2 separate regions of the Mus musculus genome follow, and region 1 is linked to region 2. The links are chromatin contacts, called in public promoter capture Hi-C maps. All regions are on one chromosome and are shown on one strand. Each heading gives the region's core, a stretch centred on a gene start, on an enhancer-like site or on the middle of the called end of the contact. The rest is flanking DNA. Distances are from core to core; before and after follow the strand shown.

Region 1 (7,151 bases), core at 936-3,435, 220 kb before region 2:
CTGGAAACCTGATGGGGCCGCCCAGGGAGTGCTGCTGGGCTCTCTCAGTGCTGAATCAGCAACTTCTCAGTGTTTCTGCAAGGTAGGACAGGGCACAGAGAGTTCTCCTAAGCCCAGGGACCCTGAAGACAAGCAGACCCAGATCAGGGTTGTGTGTGTGTCTGAGCACGTGGGGCAGATGTGGGAGGACATGTTGTTCTAGGCTCCTCCTCCCTGCGGTCTCACGCTCGCAGGTGCTCTGGCTGGTAGGAGGGAGGAGAGATTCCTACCCGTTGCTTCTGGTGCTGGGAGCTACTGCCCTCTCCTGCCTAAAGGTGGGATAGGGACTATGACTTGGTCAACTTAGTTACTGTAAGGGCACCCTCGTGGGACTGGGCAGAAGAGACTTCAGGTCCAAGGGCTCAGGGGACTTTGGATGTGGCTGGAGATCATTAGGGGATGGTGGTGAGTTATGTATTGGCTTCGTGGGTGGGGGATTAGAGATTTGATGGGATTAGGTTAGGAAATCATGTCAGGAAGATAGGAACTCTGGGTGGGGGTGGGGTGAGTACAGGTTACTGTGGAGAAGTGTCTGAGGGACAGGCCAAGCAAGTCGGAATTTGTTTGCTCTTAGAACTGGGTTGGTACTGGTCCTGTAACTAAAGCACTGGTGCCTTAGGTACCACAGGGAAGGGGGTGTGGTGGCTGTACACTCTCGGCCCTACAGACCCAATTTAGTGCTGCTCTGCACTTCCAGGGTTGGGCTCCGAGGGCCTGCCCCCCTTCCTGCCTAAGTCTGGCTAGGGGCGTGGTACAGGGAGAGCCCTGCCGCAGTGAGCTGGCTGAGCTGGCCTCAGGGAAGGCTTTGGGGACTGTTGGCTGAGCCTTCAGAGTTTCCACCCGCCACCGGTCTGTGTCTGTATGTTTGGAGTCTGCTGGGGCACCATGGCGACAGCCCATAAACCCGCCCCACGCACTGCTTTGTTGGCTGCCCGCCTGCCTCTGGCCAGCGCCTCCCACCGCAGGATCCCCCGCCTCCGCCCTATTTATAATCAGTTCCTGGGGTTGCAGTGCTTGGTGGGAATGGGTGTGTCCATTCAGGGAGAGCCTTAATGGCATGGGGGGTTTGGTGCGGCACCACAGGGAGAGTTGGAGTATTGGGTGGTGGCACCCAGCACAGGCTACATGCGTGTGGGACCCTCGGTTGTGAGGGCCCAGCAGAGGTGACAGCTGTGCTAGGCAGCCCTTAGGGCATGAGCTCAGTCCTCTTCCTTTCACTTCAGTTCCTGCTGGTGTCCTCGTGTCCTCTCCACAGCACCTGCCCCTCCGGCCACAAGTGGACACTCAGGCTGCCTGGGGGTAGGGAATTTTTGGATGTCAGGGCCACCAAGCCTGGGGTGTTAGGGACTTGGTGACTTTGATTCCCTATGGCAGCTGGGAGTCCCTGGCGTCCAACAGCTGCACTGAAGGTGTGGGAGGAAAGAGGCCTCACCCAGAGCTCTCTTCAGAGGTCTTGGACTGGAAAGTGGCTTTGTTTCTGGACCCACCCTAATCTAGCCTGTCGTGGAAGTGTTACGTTCCATGGTCATCTGGTGAGAGGGGCACAGTACTGTCCCTTTCCTTTTCTGATGGACAGCGGCAGTGGTGCCTGCCGCCAACTGTCTGTGCGTCCTGGCAGCTCCTCCCACTCTTCTCCTTCAGGTCTCTGGCCACCACCACACCCCAGATTCTTCTCCATACCCTAATCTTCCTCCCTTGGATTCTTTTAGTTTTCTACTTTGCGCAACCCCTCCTTTAGATAGCTATGGACAGATGATACCTCACCTCACCCTGAGATCACAGTGAGGGGGTGCTGTCCTTATGAGGACCCTCCTGCTCTCTCTGCTCCCTGTTTTCTGCCCATCTGTTCTCTTCTGAGGGGGGCGGGGTTGATTCTTGATCCATATTACACTCCGTCCTGCCTTCACACAGTCTTGAGAACCTTGAACAAGTGTTTTAGAAACACATGTAATTTCTGACATTGGAGCTATGTGGCCCGGGTGGGGAGGGGCAGTTTATTGGTGCCCCCCACTCTTCAAGGGGCCCCCGCCAGTAGTGGGTGGGAGGGACCGGCCCTGCTGCTGAGTCAGAGGGGGCCGGCCCAGGCGTCCTGGAGGGCGGGCAGGCGGGAGGCTCAGACAGGCAGCCTTGCCGGCGCAGGAATTCACAGAGCAAGGCTCTGGAGCCGCACTGCCCCTGAGCCTGCGCCCTTGTGCTTAGAACCGGAGCCTGCCTGCCTGTTTGCCAGTGGCCCCTGCTGCATCTTGTGCCAAAGGAGCTTCATCAGCCTCCTGGCTGTGCCCCACCTGCTGTCCTCACCCTGTGCTGACCGGCAGGCTTCCAGCAGCCATGGTGGCTGGCATGCTCATGCCGCTGGACCGGCTACGGGCCATCTATGAGGTGCTCTTCCGTGAGGGGGTGATGGTTGCCAAGAAGGACCGGCGACCCCGCAGCCTGCATCCCCATGTGCCCGGCGTCACCAATCTACAGGTCATGCGTGCCATGGCTTCACTGAAAGCTCGGGGCCTGGTGCGGGAGACCTTTGCCTGGTGCCACTTCTACTGGTACCTGACCAACGAGGGCATTGACCACCTACGCCAGTACTTACACCTGCCACCGGAGATTGTACCTGCCTCTCTGCAGCGTGTGCGCCGCCCTGTCGCCATGGTGATACCTGCACGTCGTCGCTCCCCCCATGTGCAGACCATGCAAGGTCCCCTAGGCTGCCCACCAAAGAGGGGGCCTCTGCCAGCTGAGGACCCTGCCCGTGAGGAGCGGCAGGTCTATCGCAGGAAGGAGCGTGAGGAGGGGGCACCTGAAACCCCTGTGGTGTCTGCCACCACCGTGGGGACCCTGGCCAGACCAGGTCCGGAGCCTGCCCCAGCCACAGGTCAGCTGAATTTTGGCTCCAGGCCGTGAGGGATGGGAAGTGACTGTAGGTGTTTTTGGTGTTGGGACTTAGGTCTGGTGGGCTCTGGGGGGCAGTACATTGTGTGTATGGTTCTGTTCATATCAGCAGGTGGCGCCCTTTCTGCTGGAGGGTGATGGGTGTTCTAGCCAGTGGACCCACGTGGCTTGTGCTCCTCTGGGTAAATCCTGGTGAGGGCGGGGCCTGAACGCCCCAAGACTGGCAGGACCAGCTGTTGGCATAGTCGTGTTTGTACCCCTCTCAGGCACTGTCCTTGCCCTTGCCCCCACCTCCTTCCCCCACCCTTTAGGGGCCCCTCTTTTCAGAAGTGGGCGTGTAGAGAAGATCTGCTGGCATGAGACTGACTCAGGCAAACCGCTTGTCCACTGAGGCTTGAGTCTGTCTTCCCCTATGGCCAAGTGGCTAAGATTCTGTATTACATGAGCAGTACTGAGGGCCCCCATGACTGGGTGCTTGGCCTGCTGGGAGTTGGCCATGATCTGGAGGTGGAGCGGCTCTAGATGAGATGGGAAGAAGGGCACAGCTCAGGAGCACTGCCTAGGAGGGCAGAGGTCAGGGCATTGGGATGCTGACCCAGCCCATGGTCTGGGTGAGGGTCTGGTTCCCCCCAGCTGGGAACCAGGTCTTAGAGGATGGGACAACAACCCATTGGCCCAGGGGTTTCCAGAAGGTACCCCCTCTGCCCTTAAGCCCTTATACCATCAGGACTCGGATAGGCTTATGTGTTCTCGGTGTGTGTGATGCCTGTGCAGGCTCTCCTGAGGCACATTGTCCTCAATGCCTGCTGAGGGCATCCCAGGACCTCCAGCAGTATCCATGTATTGCAGGCATCAGAACAGCCCGGTATCTGTCTGCCTCCCTCCTTGTGCCTTAGTATGTGGGAGGGACTTATTCTCTGGGAGTGGGGGAGGGAGTCTAGAGTGAGGGTAGACCCTCTGTGGGGCACAGCTGCCTGAGCAGAAGCCTCAGTCGTGGTCTTTCTGGGTTGGACTTGTGTGGCTTGTTGGAGTGGTGAGTGTAGCTGGAAGGGGCAGGGAATTTGAATGGCCGCCGGGCTCTCCCCATGGCCTTAGGCAAGTCAATGGCCTCTCTGGCTTCCCTGTAACCATGGCTGTGGCTCAGTCCTTTTGGGTGTGGTGAGCGAGAGGGGAGCCCTCCCTCTCCTGCTGTTCTTGCTTTGCTTCCTTGTCCGCGTCCGGACTGGGCCAGCCGTTGGCAGCGGGACTAGGAGGGGGTTCTGGGTGTGGTAGTAGTGGGCAGAGGGGGGGCAACCTCCCTCCCCTGTCTCTGATGGAGGTGACTCAGTCTTCCCAGCCACAACCGCTTGCGGCAATTCAGAGTTTCCAACAGGAAATCAGCTCCAGCTTCAGACTGAGTCAGGGCCCCAGGCGGATTCACCCCCCCCCCCCAACACCCTCAGGACTGAGTTTGGGCCTTAGGTGCTGGGTGTGGCCGGTGGCAGGGGCATTTATGGCTGGCTCCGAGTACAGGCTGGGGCAGAGATGGTGCCACCTAAAACCACTGGCTCCTTTGGGTTAATAAAAATGAGTGAGTGAGCTGGGTGGTGGTGACTGCTCACACCTTTAATCTCAGCACTCACGAGGCCGAGGCAGGTGGATCTCGGAGTCTGAGGCCAGTCTGGTCTACGCCAGCAAGATTGTCACTTTTTATAGCTCGGCCCCTCCAGTGGGTTATACATTAAGTCTGTGCTGCAGCAATGTTGGTGACCAGCATGGTCCCAGTTAGATGGGCTTCCTCTGTCCATGGTAACCCTGGCCAGGGAGCCTGACACTTGGGAGAATGAATTGGGAATACCCCTCCCTCCCATCTCCAGTCAGCACACTTATGTAGAGGGTGTCATATATTGCGGTCTCAGATGTGGTGAGGAGAGAGAGTGTGGTAGGAGGTGGCTTTAGGAGCAATCAGAGAGCTCAACCCGACAGTTGAGAAGTTGGTCAGCTAAGACAGCTACCATGAGGAAGGAGGCGCCCAGAGATTTCCTTGTGTTATAAAGTTGCTGGAGCGGTTTGTGTATGTGAAATTCATTTTCACTCCAATAGATAGTATCTTGTCTGGTTCAGAATTCAGAACTGGCCCAGAAGTGTCTGAGCACTCTGAGGCGTGTGCTCTCAGAGGGTCATCATGCAACAGTCCCCACGTGGACATCAGTTCTCCCGTTTTCATGCCAACATGTGGCTAATGTACCCGGGCTGTCCCTCTGGTCGTCCACTGTGTGGCCTGCATAGAGGCTGCAGCGCTGCCCCGCCTTCCTGCGCCCACTGCTCAGGTGGGCTGTGGCTCTCGGCAGGTGCTCATTCGTGCTAGGATGCAGGAAGGAATCTGAAGAACTCTGGAAGGTTTTTACCCAGGTTGTGGACAAATCAGATTTGCCTTTCCCAGGTTATAGACAGCGGGATTGGAGGAAGTGTGGACCGTCAGGACATGTCATGTTTGCTCAGACGAGAGGACTGAGATAGTGGAGAGGGGCTTGGGTAAGGGAGGGGTCAGCTTTGGCGGCTGAGGGAATGTGAATATCGAGGAGGAGTAGACAGGGGCCAGCACAATGGCTCTGCAAATAAAGGTGCTTGCTGCTAAGTCTGAGGAGCTGGATTTGATCCTGGTCCTGCAAGGAGGAAGGAAGGAATTGACTCCCCTGAGTTGTCATCTGGTCTCTCTCTACCTTCATACTGTAGCTCACATGTGTGTGCGCACATGACACCACACCACACCACATAAATAAATAACATAATGTTAACTAAAAAGGAACCCAGTTAAGAGGAGGATCTCAGAGGCAAGGCACGTGGCTCAGTAGTTGTGTGCTGGCCCAGAGTGGTCAGGGTACTGGCTTGATCCCTAGTATTGCCGAAATGGTATGTGTTTGTGTATGTGTGCACAGGAACACATGCACACATGTGGCTACATAGAATGTGCCTCTTAGCATATGGATGCTAGATGTGTGCGTGAGGGGGTGGCAGGGCTCGCTTGGCAGGGAGAGGGTATGGGGGAAGGAGATGCTGTGGGGTGAGTTGGCCTGTGTCTGGCAGAGTCAATTGGGAAGGCCAGTGGCCTGAAACCCCAGAGCTTAGGGACTGATGCAGGCCTTTTCTCTGTACCCTCAGATTGATTTGTCCAGGCTACCCACTGATACCAGTCACCAGGCTTGGGTTCTGTTGGTCTGGCTGACCATGGGGACCCTTTAGTCAGTCATGAGGAGGAGCTACTGCTGGGTGTGGAGGTCAGGGCATGAGCAAGCCCTCCCTTTGCTTCCCACCCCTCCCCTCCTTCCTGCCTTCCCTTCCTCTCTGCTGGTTCTGGGAGCATCATATCCTGGCCAGCAGCTATGGATAGGTACAGCATGGAGGAGCTGATCCAGCTGGGCCAAGGTAGGGCACAGCAGGAGTGGAGGCTTCAGGGAGAAGTTAGAAAGCCAGTCTCCAGCTGACAGACAGGGGACAGGTCCCTGAGAGGGAGGATGGACCACGTGTCACCTACTAGTGGTTCTCATGACCTCGGGCACCCGGACGTAGGGATGGCATGGCCCCTCACAGCTAGCTCAGGGTGTGTGGAATGTGGTGGGGGGCTGCTCAGAGCCAGGGCACTTGGCTCTGGGGGACTCGTCACTGAGGCTGTGGAGACGTGGGCTCTGCTGAGAGAGAGGCTGTACTGTTCTCTGTTGAACCTTGCCTGGCTATCTCTGTCCCTGTCCACTGACAGTCATCAGGGGTCTCTTTGGCCTGCTCAAGGGGTTTTCAATACCCCACCCCAGTTGGCCTAATCCCTGGCTGGCCGGAGCTGACCACCACAGGCTAGTTTATGAGACAGTGGAGGGCCCAGCCTCCTCCTGCACTCTTCAGCTCAGTGTGAACAGGGCGCCCCACATCAGCAGTCAGGGTCCGAGGCTGGTTTGTCATGCCGTGTTGACTTAGTCGAGGCCATATATGTTGGGGACTCATTTGACCCCGTGGAAGCTCAGGCCAGCTTCTCACTATGACCAGGCCCCAGTTTCCTCCTCTGACCAGCGTGCTCACAGCCGAGACACTCTAGGATGTCCTCAAGATTGTAACAGAACGATGCTAGACGCAGGAAGCGTTACAGAGTGGAGAGCAGACTTTAGCTCCTCAGCCGTTTGTCAGTCAGGACCCATGGGCCTGGCCCAGTGCCATCAGGCTCCTGGGAGGAAGGAGATGGAATCGTGTCTCCCTCT
Region 2 (6,214 bases), core at 582-3,081:
CTGGAACTCAACTCTGTAGACCAGGCAGGCCTCAAACTCAAACATCCTCCTGCCTCTGCCTCCTGAGTGCCAGGATTAAAAGCATGTACCACCACTGCCCAGCCTCGCTGATCATGTCAAAGGTCTCTTTTGCCTCCTAGATCTGTGATTGGTCAAACACTACAAACACTTTGGGCGTTGTGTTCGAGAGTACTTCTAGGTGATCTTGGCTGCTGCCCTTTTGCTTGGCAGGGTGATGGTGACGTCCCTGTACAGAGTCAACACAAGCCCGTGGTTTATTTGCTGCCACTCTGCTGAGCCCGCACCCCCCACTGAATGGTTGTCACCTCCGGTATCCACTAGCAAACCGGCACACTGCTGATGTTTTCTGATCAAGATTGAATCCTGTAAAGACACTGTCCGTATAGAGCTCATAGCAAAAAGGGAGACATTAAATCCCCGATGGACCCCTTGTATCCTCTAGATGTCTGGCTTACGGGCAAAGAAAGCTAAGAAGGTAGAATGGATGGGCCTCGTGGAAAAGTGCACTGGCCAAAAAATAAAAATAAAAAGTGGGCAAAAGAGTCCATTTTTAACCTGAGGGGCACTTAGCACTCATTAATGGCCCACAGACAAGCAGGAAGCACTAGGTCCCTGGCTTCTCTAGCTTGCATCTGGCACCTTCCTACGTGGGCCCTTTTAAATTTATCACAGATCTACTAAGGGACTGAGCCCATGTAAATGGAAAGGGGGGGAGATTTTGAACCCCAGAAGGATGGGAAAGTTTCTATGCCAATCAGAGAAGTAGGGAAAATTTTACCTCCCTGAAGAACCTAGCCAATGAGGAATTCGGAGGGGGGGGGGGATATATAGGTGTGTGTGTGTGTATATATATATATATATATCACTGTTTTGAGCCAAACTTGCAGACTAGCTACTTTTGCCCTTTCAATAGGTTGCGCAGACTTAGCAAGGCTGTAAAATAAAGTTTCCCTTTGGTTTGGCTACCGAGTCTCCAGCGCTTGGATTATGAAATGAAGACCGTTGTTCATCGTGCATTTTATCTGAAAGGTAGTAGCATTCCATCAAGGCTTTAGATGCCAAGCGTCCCCTTAGAAATGCTGTGTGGAGCTGAGCGTGGTGGTGAATGCCTTTAATCCCAGCACTCCGGAGGCAAAGGCAGGCTGATGTCTGCGAGTTTGAAGCCAGTCTGGTCTACAAAGCGAGTCCAGGACAACCTGAGCTTTGTTACACAGGGAAACTCTGTCTCCACAAATAAACAAATGTTGTGGGGAGGCTTCATCCTGAGAGCATGAAGACTTCACAAGGAAAGGGGGAGAGCTCGCTCAAAGCTGGATAGAGGAGGGAGCGTCGGTGAGAGTCCCCTTATGCTGTGGGGCCTGAAGCGCAGCTAGTGGAGTGAAAGCAAGAGCACTAAGACCCGGGTGAGTGGAGGCTGGGCACTTGGAAGTTAGTTCAGTGTCTTGAAGCTGAAGTTCTGCCTGACCTGCGACACTGTAACTGAAGAATCATGCAAGGATATAAGAAACCTTAGGGAATGAATGATTGAGTCAAGCCGTTGCCAGAGCAACAGAATGGGATGAGGTCGAGGCACTGCAACCAAGTTCTGTCTCCATAGAGGTTGTTCAAGCTGGACATCAACATTCCTAGAGCTACGCACCAGGATGCGAAAGCTGTGGTCTGGAGGGAACGCTTATATACAGATTGGCCACGGTGCTCTCTGATCCTTAATCCTGCCTGCTCTGAACCTCATAATCAGAAGACACACCCTTGAACCTAGGGTGCAGTTCTCCAGAATTTTCGGGTTAAGAAGGGAGAGTAACTGAGCTGGGGGAGCGGGTGGAGCACAGCGCTCTCATGAGTCCAGTTGGCTTGGGCCTCAAGCCATGGCGCCCAAGAAGAAGCGCGGACAAAACGCGGGGCGCAAGCAGGAAACTACAGAGCAACCGCTCTCGGAGCGCGCGCAGTACCTACAGCGCGAGTACGCGTTGCTCTCAGAAAGCCTGGTGGCCTGTGAGCAGCGGATCGACGAGGTGCTGCAGGACAACGAGTTCCTGAACAGAGAGGCGCAGCGCCTGCGCGAAGAGAACCGGCTTTATGTCGGTTACGTGAGCGCGCACGCTCTGCGCTGCGCCAACGCCGTCGTGCGCGTCGAAGACCAGAACCGCATGGATCTGGCGCAGATCCGGTGGCAGCGAGCGGAGCTAGCGTCCTTCTACCACGGCCGTGAGGACGGGGTGCGCGCTCAGCTGCAGGAAATGAAGAAGCGCGCGGAAAACATGACGCAGCGGGTGCAGGAGCTCCAGCCCTACAAGGCCAGTGCGCGCGCCCCCCGAGGACCGGGCGGGCTCCAGAGGGATGGGCGCGCTCCCTACCGGTGCGCTGATCGGCGCCCCCTGCTCCCCAACCCTCACCCCACCCCATGTAGGAGCTGCAGCTGGAGCAGCTGGCGCGAATCCGGACCCTGGAGCGCGAGCTGCTGCACATGCGCGTGGAGCACACGCAGCTCCTCCACGGGGTGAAGCGACGCTTCCTAGATGAGAAGACGGCTTTCGAGCGGGAGGCGCGGCTGCAAGTGCAGTCCCTGACGCGCCGCTCCGAGCGGGAGGCCGCACGTTCCCTCATTTCCCACGCACAGGCCCTCAAGGCGGACAACGGGTATCTCCGACAAGAACTCATGAGACTTCTCCAGAGGACCCAGTTACTGCAGGACATGCGACAGCAGCTGCTAGAGCAGCGGGAGCAGCTGCGCCGGGAGCATGTGGACTTGAAGAACCTGGAGCAAATGCACGGCTGGTTGCAAAGGGGCCCCGGGGGGCCACCGCTCTGGCAGCCACCCCAAAGCCTCCAACCCAGCTTGCGCATCGGGTCAACCAGTCACGTTTTAAAAGCCCAGGCTACGCCCCAGTCAGTTCCAACCTCCCGGGGCCAATCCATGGATCTGTCACACCGACCCTCCAAGACTCCATCTATATTGTCCAGTGAGTCTCTTCCGGGCCTATCTCAGAAGGCTGGGTCAGTGATTGCTCTCCGGAGTCCATCACATCCAGGATCTCGAGTCTCATCTCTGACTCCATCACGCAAGGACTCGCGTGTCTCATCCGCGACCCCGTCACGCAAGGGCTCCAGGGTTCCATCCATGACCTCTGGTACCTTGCGGTCGCGCGAGGGCTCTCGGATCTCTCCACAGCCCTCCTTGCGTGAGGTCTCTCCAGAAATTGACACACCTGCAAAGTCCAGTTCCAAGCTTCCCACAGCCCTGTTGGAAGATCAGGCCCCTCTCAGCCCACAGTTGGAGGAGGCAGAAAACGCTGAAGACGACACAGAAACTGTCTTGGAGCAAGCCTGAACCCACACGAGGAGGCAGGCCAGTAGGGCATAGGGTGGAGGACAAACCTTGGAAGATTTCTTGGTGCATAGATATGTTAATAAAAGTGTTAAATAAGCTCTGTGACGCTCTGACACTTGCCTGGGTCGATGCCCTTGTATTTCAAGTGAGCAGAGGCCTGCTATTCGAGCTACAGCAGAGCTGGTTGTATCCTTGGCTGCTGGAATTCGATGTTCTTCCACCAACAGCCAGCAAGGCAGGCAGGCTTAGGGAAAGTTGGGTAGTGTAATTTCAGCAGCAGAGGGCAGATTCTGTTCTCAGCACAGGGAGAAGTTACTGGGCTTTTCCAATGCTTTATATAATACGCACACACACATATGTATGTAGGTATGTATATGTATATATGTATATACATTCCAATTTAGGGAACACTGCAAGAATTATTAGGAATTCCCATTGCCACCCATCTAGATGAACAGGGATGCATGTTATATATTTGGTACTTTCAGCCATCCGGGATTCTGTTGGAGACAGTTATGCCCCTTAATTTTAAATATATCCCTGTGTTTACTGAATAGGACTTTGACCTGTTTTCTTCCGGTGCTGGGTGTTGAACCCAGGGCTACCTCCTGAGCTACAGCCCAAGCCCTGTCCCAACTTTCTTCAAGACATGATTAAAATTAGGAAATGCACCTTGGAGAAAATACTGTAAACTAAATCATACTGGCCAAATTGTCCCTGTGGTGTCTGTAGCTAGCTATGGATCTTACCTGGGTCACATCTTACATTCCATTGTGCTGGTCTGTCCTTTCCTTTATAGAAAGGGTCTGTATAGGTCAGGCTGGCCTTGAATCCAAGAGATCCTCCTGCCTCTGTCTCTTCAGTGCTGAGATTAAAGGCATCCACCACCACCTCAGCCCCGTTGTCTTGTCTTTTTTTTTTTAAACTTCTTTTTAAAGATTTATGTATATGAGTGCACTGTAACTGTCTTCAGACACACCAGAAGAGGGTGTTGGGTCCCATTACAGATGGTTGCGAGCCACCACGTGGTCACCAGGGATTGAACTCAGGACCACTGGAAGAGCAGTCAGTGCTCTTAACCGCTGATCCATCTCTCCAGCCCTCTTTGTCTTAATGTACAAGACCAGTCGTTAGAGCACTCCTTAACTGAGTTTTGGAGTCTGTTGGCTTTGAGCACCTTTCCTGTCCAGGAAGTCCAGGGCAGTTGACACCTCCTGACCCAGGGTGCAAGATGAGGGAGCCCACAGCCTTGGTACTTCTGTCATTGCCTTGGGGATCTTGTGTTCAGGGACACAGGCATCAACAGAAATCCCATGGACGTTCTACCTGTTTGGACCAGGGTAGGCTGGCTAGACAGTTGCTAGAACTTTGATGCAGCTATTTCTGGGACAAGATTGGATGGGAGTAGCAAAGTAGAGGTCACTCACCCAAGAGATCAAATTAAAGAAATTTAATTTGCCTGGTGGTGGTGGCTTGTGCCTTTAATCCCAGCACTCGGGAGGCAAAGGCTGGTGGGTCTCTCTGAGTTTGAAGCCATCGTGGTCTACAGAGTGCATTGCAAGACAGCCAGAGGCTACACAAAGAAACCCAGTCTTGGGCTGGAGAGAGATGGCTCAGTGTGTAAGAACACTGACTGCTCTACCAAAGGTCTTGAGTTCAAATCCCAGCAACCACATGGTGACTCACAACCACCCATAATGAGATCTGATGACCTCTTCTGGTCCGTCTGAAGTCAGCTACAGTGTACTTGTGTATAATAATAAATAAATCTTTGGGCTGGAGCAAGCAGGGACTGAGTGAGCAGAGGTCCTAAAAATTCCCAACAACCCCATGAAGGATCACAAACATCTGTACAGCTACAGTGTACACACATACATAAAAATAAATAATTGTTTGTTTTTCGAGTCAGGGTTTCTCTGTGTAGCCCTGGCTGTCCTGGAACTCACTCTGTAGACCAGGCTGGCCTCAAACTAAATAAATCTTTAAAAAAAAAAAAAAAAAACCCTGCCTCACAAATAAAATAAAGAAAAAGGAAAAAAAAAGTCTTTTTTATGGGTTGGAGAGACGGCTTAGCAGTTTAGAAGACTAGCCGCTCTCTCCAAGATTCTGAGCACCCACATGGCACTCACAACCGTCAACAATGGGACTGGATGCCGTCACAGGTACATGCAAACCCATATACAGAAAATACATCTTTAAAGACTTGAGATTTTCATGTGTATGGGTGTTTTACCATGCCTGGTGCCTGCAAAGGTGAAAGGGGGTGTCCGATTCCTAGGGACTGAAGTTATAGATATTTGTGAGCCATTCATTGGGTGTTCGGAACTAAACCCGGGTCCTCAGCAAGAACAGCAAATGCTTATCACTGAGCCGCCTCTCCAGCTCCCTACATGGGATCCTAGGAGATCTGATGGTCAGGTTGCAGAGCCTCCGGAATTGCAGAATAAAGAGAGAAGTATGTAGACCATTGGGGGGGGGGGGTGTCCTGCTGCCCAAGAGCAGTCTTGTGACCCGCTTAGAAACCAGACCTCTTCTGTCAGCTCTAACATCAGACACTGGAATCTCCTGTGCTGCGTGTCTCTGGATGTATGTTTGCATACGTGTGTGCTTGTGAAGGCCAGAGTTTGACATCACCAGGGAGTTCTTCCCTGATCACCCTCTGCTGTACTAATGAGGTCTCTGGCTGAATGTACTAAGCTAGCCCAGCTAGCCGGTTTGCTCCCAGGAATCCCGTCTCTACCATTATGGGTGGGCCACGTGCTCATCCAGCTTACCGCGTGGGTGCTAGGGATCTAAACTTGGGTCCTCGTCAGGCACAGCACTGCTTTATCCAGTGAGCCATCTCCTAACCCTCAGATGCTACAG

Evidence for each region. Capture Hi-C pulls out chosen DNA fragments and counts their contacts.
Region 1: a promoter capture Hi-C map of pancreatic islet shows a contact between it and region 2. The contact joins the promoter of Plec here to the promoter of Ccdc166 in region 2. A contact is called at or near these places in 2 of 39 promoter capture datasets (cranial neural crest and hippocampal neurons), 3 of 484 Hi-C or Micro-C datasets (CD4 T cells, embryonic stem cells and regulatory T cells), 9 of 115 datasets of contacts at active chromatin or transcription factors (astrocytes, bone marrow-derived macrophages, embryonic stem cells and 4 more) and 3 of 9 other capture datasets (adipose tissue, liver and pancreatic islet).

What each region holds. Positions count from the first base shown.
Region 1 is chr15:76,201,355-76,208,505 of GRCm38.p6, reverse strand. It overlaps Plec (plectin), which reads left to right and starts at 2,185. Exons shown (of 33, transcript NM_001163540.1): 1 at 2,185-2,908. The coding sequence starts at 2,368.
Region 2 is chr15:75,977,902-75,984,115 of GRCm38.p6, reverse strand. It overlaps Ccdc166 (coiled-coil domain containing 166), which reads left to right and starts at 1,831. Exons shown (of 2, transcript NM_146059.2): 1 at 1,831-2,315; 2 at 2,429-4,244. The coding sequence starts at 1,887. The coding sequence ends at 3,349.